Regions from separate parts of the Ovis aries genome. Here region 2 is linked to region 1. Evidence: chromatin contacts called from public Hi-C data. All regions are on one chromosome and are shown on one strand. The core of a region is the stretch at or near the end of the contact, and the rest is flanking DNA. Distances in the headings are between cores, read along the strand shown. Region 1 overlaps ADAM19 (ADAM metallopeptidase domain 19). Region 2 holds the start of ADAM19 (ADAM metallopeptidase domain 19).

Region 1 (4,562 bases), core at 1,135-3,634:
AACCTCTCCTGCCCCTCATAGCCTGCTAACTCCTGCTCACCCCTCAGGTCTCAGCTCCAGTGTCACCTCCTCAGGGAAGCTTTCCCAGATTTTCCAGACTAGATCAAGTCCCCGATAACTCTCTTTGTAAGCAAGCTGAACCTCTCCTTCATAGCACTAACCACTTCTTAACTACACACATACCAGTGTCTTCCCCAGGAGGCTGTGAGCCCCAGGAGGCTGTGAGCTCCAGGAGGCAGAAATGGCTTCTGCTTTGCTCACCAGTGCCAGGTACAAAGTAGAAGTTCACACACATGTGCAGAGAGAGCAGAAGAGGTTACAAAGCTTTGCCTACCAGCTCTCAAGAGTGGTCCATGTCACCAGGCTAGGAGGTGGTGGAGCTGAGACCTGAGTGTGGATGCCCCCAGAGCCTACCCAGGGCCTGACACACAGGGTGGTGAAGGGTCTGGAGTCAGCCCTAGGTGCAAGTCCTGGCTACTCTACTTACAAACCGTGCCCTTGGCCTGGCCCATCCAACCCTGTGAGACAGCTCCCCCAAACAGAAACTGAGGGCAGCAGACTCAGTCCTCAGACGGGTCCCAGGAAAGCGTCTGCCCAGACTGAATCCCTGCCGCCTGCCCTCAGCACTGTTGAGAAATCCCTGTTTGGGCCTGAAGCCATGCTTGAGGTGTATATTTTGGGGTACCTGCCACTGGCCGAGGGGCCTTCTGGGCTCTGGATTCCTGCTAGCAGCCTCCAGGGCTCCCTGCAGCTGGAGTCCACTACCCAGCCCCTCCCCCAACCTATTGCTCAGCACCTTAGGCTCAGGCTGAAGCCATCTCCATTCAACAAGCCTCCAGTGCGAGATTTTCTGGAACACTGGTCTCAGTGGACTGCCCCCTCCCTCCCTCCTCCTCTGTTCTCCCCTCACACCCTTGTCTGCGCATGGTTGCTTTCTCCCCTCTTAGTCCCTTTCTCTCTCCTTCTGTGGCCTTCAAAACTCACATGTGGGGGCCACTCTAACCCCCAGTGTCTCAGAATGTGAGTGTGTCTGGAGATATAGCCTTTAAAGAGGTGATTATGTTGAAATGAGGCCCTAGAGTGGGCCCTAATCCAATGTGACTGTCTCTGCGGACACACAGAGACATCGAGGCACACACACACAGAGGAGAGACCACACGAGGACACAGGAGAATGCAGTCACCTGCAAGCCAAGGAGAGCTGCCGCAGAAAAAACAAACCTGCTGGACTTCCAGCCTCCAAAACCGTCAGGAATTAAGCAGTCTGTGGTTTCGGCACCACCCCACCCCCAGACTCTGGTGTCAGTTACAGTTGCCCAAGGAGCCCAGCACTCTCCCTGTCCTCTGCTCTCCTCCCTCTTCTTGCTTCTTCTCTCCCTGTCAGTCTTTCTTTTCTCTTTCTGTATGGAATTTCCTATCCCACTCCTGCCCCAGATGAGAAACACGGGAGAGCAGCAGTTTTGCAGGGCTTCCCAGGTGGCGCAGGAGTAAAGAATCTGCCTGCCAGATTCGGGAGATGCAGGTTCGATCCCTGAGCTGGGAAGATCCCCCTGGAGAAGGAATTGGCAACCCGATCCAGTGTTCTTGCCTGGGAAATTCCATGGACAGAGGAGCCTGGTGGATTACAGTCCACGGGGTCACAGAGTCGAACATGACTGAGCAATGGAGCATGCATTTGCAGCAGCTTTGCATCATCAGAGAACCAAACCTGTTGCTCCTGGCTCTGCTGAACCATGATGCTGCCATGTCCCAGGGACCCCAGGACCTGGAGCCAACCACAGTCCTTAGGGGCAGGGACAGCCTGGGCCCCCTGGACCATGCCCAAGAACAACAGTCCCAGGAGGAAAATGGGCAAGTCCCCTACCCCAACTGAGGGTAAAACACAGGTGGTTCCGGAAGGCACCACGCCTGGCCACCGCCTAACATCTGTGTCTGTGCTGTAGGAACTCCTGCCGGAAGGTGTAGCTAGAGCCATCAGAACACAGACACGCCGGGTAAACAGACTGCTGGGGAAGATGGCTCTGCTTCTAAAGAACACCAGTGATGGGGGGAGAGCCCAGACCCTGCCCACCCCTCCCAGAGGCCAGGCCCCTTGACCTGCCCCTCAGATGAGCAAAGCATCACCCTACATCCCTCAGGAAGACTTCCCGACTAGTGCAAGGTACTGATAGGCACAACTTGGTGGAATAAGTACTATGATGAAAAACATGCAGGGACACCAAACTTGGGCTTGGGGGTCAGAGAAGGCTCTTTGGAGGAAGCAGCATTTAACAGGAAATCTAAGAATGAACATGTGATGTTGATGCAAAGTGTATATGGCAGAGGAAACAGCATTTGCAAAGGCCTAGCAGAGAGGAAAAGACCATGGGGAACTGAAACACTGACTGCACATGCATATTTGGGGTGGAAGATGGGCGCTGGCTGTCACAGAGGAGGCCAACCAGGGAGGAAGTCCCTGTAGCATATTTCCCCATTGCATCACCCCACATTCTGTGTGCCCAATATGGACCAGAATGCAGAAAAGGCAGCCAGCCCAGGACTCAGCAAGCTCTCTTCCCAGCCTCCATCATTCCTCATGGCTGATGGCTTGACAAGTGATGCTCCTGATCCAGGGTTGCTGAGAAGCCACTTACCTGGGAGAGGACGCACTTAGGTGCAGGGGGCACTGGCCGGCTTGGGGGCGGTCCCCTGGATGATTCTTTCCTCTCTACTGATGGTCTGGGCCCTGGGGAGTTTCTAGCAGCCTTGCTGAGGTGTGCTGGCGATGGCGCAGGTGGTGACACGCTGTGCAGGTAGTCTGGAGGGGGCCGGGGAGGAGGCTGGGAGGGCTTCCGCAGGGTTTCAGGAGTGTTGGTCACCTGTATGCATAAGACGAGGAACGCCTGAGATACAGGAACCCTTAATGCACTTAAAAACTTGGGGGTGGCCTTGGGTGTCCCACTGGCACGAACAAAGACCTCAGATCCCAGAGGTCAGATGCAACTTTTAAGTCATAAGGGGATGGTAGAACCAGCTGACCATCTCTCAGGCCAAGAAAGTGTCGTTTATTACCAATCCCAAGGGGCCCACAAAGGCGCTTAAGGGAAAATCTAGCACAGTCCTAAGAGAGAAGGTCAAAGTAGCAAAGTTCACGGTGCAAAGCCCTTACCTTTCGCCTGCCCTGGGGTGTCTGCAACTTGAACGTCGGGTTGGCATGGCCTGTTCCACTGTTCTGAGACACCCTGAAGGGACAGCTAGTAACAAGGAAGGAGAAGCACAGGTTGTTTGCTGAAGGTCATTGCCTGAGTTCGCTCTGACCCAGGTGTGGCCAGCCAGCAGCTCAGTCTTCCCTGAATCTGCTCTGGCGGAAGTGGGATTGGCCCTCCTGAAGCCCAGCTCCCTCGGCATGGAGACAGTGGCCAGTGGAAAACTCCCAAGGAAAGACAGTTGGCCTCATACACAGTACAGCGTGCCTCAGTATCTTTTCTTCACCCTTTTAAAACCTTTCTCCCCCCAAGAAGACAAGGATGTTACCCGCCATCAACCAATCTCCCTCAGGCATCATTCCAGGAGGACCTGGGATTTAAAAATCTCCTCTGGAAAAGGTATGACTTATAACAGAGGACTTGGAGACTATACATTTTCAATATCCACAGGAATGAATTACTTAAGACAAAAATTACTCTCTGTCTTGAGCTGATGTCTAGCCACCTCTGTGATTGACTTGAGCTAGTCAGTTTTCCTCTGCTGCCTCACTTTCTGGGCTCTAAGATGGGGAGGAAATCCATTAGATACAGGATAGATTTCATTTCACATTCCAGCTTGAATTGGTTGGGGCATTCTGCTGAGAAGGCTTCGGAAGTGATGACCAGGCTCAATCAAGCTGACTTACAATAAAAATCAGGTAGTAATGTTTGCCGTGGTCATGCAGCGTAGCAGAAGGGGAGAGGGTGACGTGCACTGGGCATTTGCCTTCCACCTAAATGAGACCCACCACCACCTTCTGTTTCTAAAACCAAGCACTACTTTCAGAAAGCTGTGACCCTCAAGCAGACCTCAAGTCCTTCACAGCACCCCATCATACCTGAACCGTTGCCTCAGCTTGGAAGGGAGGGCTAAGGACTTGAGGTAGCCCGGTTTGTTGTTCTGTTTACAGCAGCGGTACATCAGGATCAGGGCTACCAGCACAAAGATGGCTGAAAACACTCCAGCTACCACAGGACCAGCGCCTTCCAGAAAGAGAACCCAAGTGGCAGATTTAGAAGCAGCTGGAGCTTCACTTGCTGTGTTAGTCACTCAGTCGTGTCCGACTCCCTGCGACCCCACAGACTGTAGCCTGCCAGGCTTCTCTGTCCATGGAATTCTCCAGGCAAGAATACTGGAGTGGACTGCCATTCCCTTCTCCAGAGGAACTTCCCAACCCAGGGACTGAACCCTGGTCTCCTGTCTCACAGGCAGATTCTTTACCATTTGAGCTACAGGGAGCTTCAGTAGTGGATTTCAAATAATATGCTCCAGATACTCTTCAGATCCTTGATTTTCATTTACCTTGTATTACTTATTTTAACTTAAAAACTATAACAA
Region 2 (5,055 bases), core at 592-3,091, 83 kb after region 1:
TAAGGGCAAGGCTGCATTTGCATATCACATCCTACTTTCCAAATAATTCTCACCACCCAGATCTCTGTACTCAACACAACCCTGGGAGATAGGTAACAAGATTTCCTGTTTTTCAAGAAAGGTGAACTGAAATCTGTTTGCGGAGAGACTTGTTCTAGGCAGGGCAGACTTCAAACACTGGTTGCAGACAATCTTAATAAAGTGGTAACTGCTCAAGACCTAAGTAAATTAGTCTCTGGTAAGAATAGGCCACACCCACAGAACTCCTGAGGTCCTAAGTGAGGACTCCAAAAAGCTATTCTTTTCTAAACTAACTACATGAATCACATAGAATATAATGAATTACATAGAAGATGGCCATATTTGTTCTGTTACACTAGCCCAATGATGAGTGATTAATTTCCGTTTTAGATTACTGATACGATGCATTCTCAGTCAAAATACATCCTAAAAAAAAGTCATTAGACTACATTAGTTATCATATTAGTAAAAATGAGAAGCAATGCATTCATTTACACATTTTCTGAGTGCTTAACTACAGGCCAAACACTATGCTAGATGTCTGATACTCACTGGGGAATCAGAAAGACAGTTTCTGCTCTAGTGACTCTGATAAATCTAGATTCTTTGCAACAAAAAGGAATTATGATATTTAATAGAACATTTAAAGGAATGAAATGATCTTTATGATTGCAAAAATTATGGAAAGCTAGGCTCAGTAATAAAGAAACAGTACAACTTAAGAAAAACTGTTCAAACTTTGGAAATAAAGCAAAAAGAGCAAGTAGGATACACTTTCACATCACATTTGGAGCATTGGTTAGCAGGCCTTTTCACAGATCAGTGAATTATATAGGGAAATGTACCTTTGTTTGCCTTTATTTACTAGTAATTAAAGGCTATATACTCTGCGAAGTTCTCTGTTAACCATAACTTTCAGTCTGGTAGAGATGCAAATGACTCCAGCATAATAAACAGATAACTAAGAATTATGGTTGTTTGGCCCCATGGAGCACTGACCACTTTTATATCTGTCCCAGTACAGGATTTCAACACTGTCTCCAACGCCCCGTATCACTCCTTTTTCCTCTAGTGCTTTAAACTAGCTTTACCATTCTATTCACTGCCTCTCTGAAGAATCAGATCAATCTTTGCCAATCTTCCATCCTATATTTGTATGAGAGTCGTGTTTTTAACTTTCTGAAAATTGTACTTCTGCAATTTCTTGGCGGAATTTACAATCATTGAAACCATGTTGTTGGAGAATGTAACGATGTGGAAATGCTCATAAAGTGAAGTGGAATATGCAAGACACAAAACCGTACATATGGTATGGTTCCAATTTTATCCAAACGTATTTATAGGCACACACACAAAGACTGGAGAAAAGAGGAGAGACTCGGAAAGCAGCGGAAAAGCCAGAAAAACAGAGGAAAAGGAGAGAGAGGGCGGCAAGCCGGGGAGGGATCCACTGTTTTCTGCCTGCTCTGGATCTCCCGCATCTCCACCACCTCCCGGGGGCGCATAACGTGGGAACAAAGCCGGGGCTCCCGGGCTAGGAGACAGCAGGGGCGCGGCTCCGAGTTGCTGCTGGGAGTCCCCAGGTCCCCCAGTCCACCCAGGTCCCCCAGTCCACCCACCTACAAAGCCCCCGTCACCCACCCCTCACCCCCTACGCTCCGCTCCGCTACTTACTTCTGGTCCATCCAGGCAGGGCGAGCACCAGCAGGCAGAGCTGGGCGATGCCCACGCCCCGGGGCATGGTGGCAGCTGGCCCCTTGCGCAGTCGGCGCTCACCAGCACGCGGCCATGCCAGCCCCCTAACCAGGCCGCCGAGCTTCTGGAATCCACCGCGGTCGCCCAGCAGCTCCCAGCCCTCTCCCAGCCATTGACCGTTCGCTCCGCCCCTCAGCTCCACCGGGGCTGGAGGAGGGGCAGGAGGAGGCTGGGTGGAAGCCAGAGCGACCCCTGAGCCTGGCGCGGGGTTGGGGCAGGGGCGGGGGAAACTGCTCAGGTGTCGGCGATCAAGGGAGGGAGACTCCGAGCCCGAGGAAGGGTAGGGATTCTTCACGGTGGGCGTTGCCTGAGGAGGGTTGGGGGCTCTAGTTTGTAGGAATTAAACTGGACCCTTCTCTGCACAGCCCATTTTCTCTGTCCCACGCTGGCCTTGGGTGTCACTCAAGAGGCCGCTCACCAGCACCGGCCTCCACTCTTGGAGGCAGGCTCCGAAAGAGTTAACCTGGCACAGAGAACTAAGTGCTATATGGAGTTGTTTTCTTAGCAGGACACAAATCAAGGATCCTTTCCATCTGACTGGGAGGAGCGGGGTGGTGAAGAGAGGATTCCCAGAGGAGATGACATCTGAGCTCCAGAGGAGGCGAAAATGGAGCAGAAAACCCTAGACAGACGGACTAGGGCGGAAAAGCCCATGGGCTGAATTGGGGGAAACTGGCATTTGGGATGGTTAGCTTTTAGGGGTTTGAAGGAAATTGGAGGGATATGAGACTTGAAAATAATAATAATAATGACTGTCACTTACTGAAGTTATGCTGTTTGCTAGAAAAAGAAAATAATAACTAACACCGATACAGCATTTCCTAAGTGCCACTGTTCTCAGCACTTTACATATGTCAATTTATTTAATTAATCTAGGAGAACTACCTTTTATTGCCCTTTAAAATCTTCCAGGGACTTTGTATACATCATGTCTTTTTATTAGCCCAATAATCCCCTAAAGTAAGCACTAACAATATCCTGGTTTAGAGATGAGAAAACCAAACCTGAGAGGCTAAGTAATTTAGTCAAGATCACACAACTAAAGTCTGAGGCTGGATTCAAGTCCACATCTGAATAGTTCCAGAGCCTCTTACAGCACATCTTATTTTACAGATGAATAAACTGGGGGTTCCCAAGTGGCTCAGATGGTAAAGAATCTGCCTGCAATGCAGGAAACGGGAATTTGATCCCTGGGTCAGGAAGATCCCTTAGAGAAGGGAATGGGTACCCACTCCAGTATTCTTGCCTGGAGGATTCCATGGACAGAGGAGACTGATGGGCTACAGTCCATGAGGTTGCAAAGAGTTGGACACAATTGTGCAAGTAACACACAAACTGATAATCAGGAAAAAAAAAAAAAAAAAAAAACCTGTCTTGCCTAAGATCCTTGGCAAAGTCTGAGCCTCAGATCTGTTGTTATCTATTCCTTTCACTCCATCTCCTTCAAACTCAGGGTTGTACAGCTAAACAAGATGCTGTTTGGGGAAGGAAAAGGCATACCTGAAAATTAGTAGGTATGTCTATTGAAACCAGTGGGCATAAATAAAATATATTAGTCTGTTCATGCTGCCATAACCAAAAACTAAAGACTGAATGACTTGAACAACAGGAGGTTATTTTTCTATAGTTTTGGAGATTATGGTGTTGGCTTGGTTGGGTTTCATATAAGTCCTCTCTTACCAGCTTATAGGTGGCTGCCTTCTTGCTGTGGCTTCACGTGACCTCTTCTCTACTTGTTTGGAGAAAGCAAGCTCTGCTGTCTTCTGCTTCTTAAGGACACTAATGCCATCAGACAGAGCCCTACTCTTATTATCTTCTTTAATTTTTACTACCTCTTTATAGACTCAATCTCCAAATACAGTCACACAGTATTTGAGTGGTTAGGGCTTCAACATATGAATTTGGGGAATAGTTTAGTCCATAACACTCTATTCTGTGGTCCCCAAAATTCATGTCCTTCTCACAAGTATCAACTGAAAAAAAATGCACAATATGAAAGTTGTGAGTTAAGTTTTATTTGGGACAAAATGAGGACGATAGCCTGGGAGACAGCATTTCAGGTAGCTCTGAAGAGCTGCTCCAAAGAAAGGGCAGGTCAGAATTATATATGATTTTAGGGAAGGCGGGTGGGGGTGAGGGTGGTGTGCATGCAGTCAGGCACACATTTTGAGAGATGCTTGCTGCTAGTCACGAGGAGCAAATGTCACCGTTAATGATTTTAGTGCTTTGGTAGATATGAGGAGACACAAGAATCTGAGCTCATAAAATCTTCTCCTAAAAATATCTAACTATCTCTCTAAAGGCCTGTTCTGCCAGTTTTTCGCAGAGCACAGTGCTTCTTTCTTGATCTCCACCCTTACCTCCTTTCAGGGAGTGCTGAAGGTCAGCTACTGCAGTGGCTAGTGACTTGTGTGCATGCGTGCTCAGCTGTTTCAGTGGTGTCCGACTCTTTGCGATCCCATGGACTGTAGCCTGCTAGGCTCCTCTGTCTATGCAATTCTCTAGGCAAGAATACTGGAGTGGGTTGCTGTGCCCTCCTCTAGGGGATCTTCCTGACCCAGGGATTGACCTTGCATTTCCTGCACTGCAGGCAGATTCATTACCACTGAGCCACAGGGGAAGCCCAGCTAGTGACTTACTTCATTCTTATAGAGGGAAATGGCAATTTTTAGTTGATACATGCAAAATACATTTATCCCATCCCAGCAACACCAAAAGATTTGACCCATTCCAGCATCAGTTCCAAGCCCAACGTCTCATTTAAATATCATCTAAATCAAGTATGGGGTGACTCAAGGTATGATTGATCCTGAGAAAAAAATTCTTCTCCATCTGTGAACCTGTGAAACCAGACAAGTTATATGCTTCCAAAATACAGGTTAGGAGGACTTTCTCATTCCAAAAGAGAGAAAGAAGAAAGGAGTCTCAGGCAAGCCCAAAACCTAGCAAGGCAGATTCCATTAGATATATTTTTTAAATTTAAATTTCTTTATTTATTTTGATTACACTGGGTCTTTGTTGCGGCCTGCGGGCTTTCTCTAGCTGTGGTGAGCAGGGGCTACTCTTTGTTTTGGTGCACAGACTGTAAACCAACAGACTTCAGCAGGTACAGCTCACAGGCTCTAGAGCATGGACTCAGTAGTTGTGGCCCAGGTACTTTGCTGCCTCTAGACATGTGGAATCTTCCCAGGCCAGGGATCGAACCCATATGCCCCTGCATTGGCAGGTGGATTCTTATCCACTGCACCACCAGGGAAGTCCTCACTGGATCTTAAAGCT

The links. A called contact is a pair of places that touch in the nucleus more often than the background predicts.
Region 2: a contact with region 1 is called in a Hi-C map of blood, with 2.0 times the contacts expected there. The contact joins the promoter of ADAM19 here to the enhancer-like site in region 1. A contact is called at or near these places in 2 of 16 Hi-C or Micro-C datasets (both in blood).

Annotation. Positions count from the first base shown.
Region 1 is chr5:66,714,022-66,718,583 of ARS-UI_Ramb_v3.0, forward strand. It overlaps ADAM19 (ADAM metallopeptidase domain 19), which reads right to left. Exons shown (of 23, transcript XM_027970455.2): 19 at 4,063-4,207; 20 at 3,148-3,232; 21 at 2,633-2,857. Among named protein-coding and RNA genes, the nearest start is that of NIPAL4, 32 kb to the left of the region's middle. Within about 2 kb of position 2,385, at least 4 of the 54 cell types and tissues checked have an H3K27ac peak or open chromatin away from gene starts, as enhancers often do.
Region 2 is chr5:66,797,819-66,802,873 of ARS-UI_Ramb_v3.0, forward strand. It overlaps ADAM19 (ADAM metallopeptidase domain 19), which reads right to left and starts at 1,842. Exons shown (of 23, transcript XM_027970455.2): 1 at 1,696-1,842. The coding sequence starts at 1,762.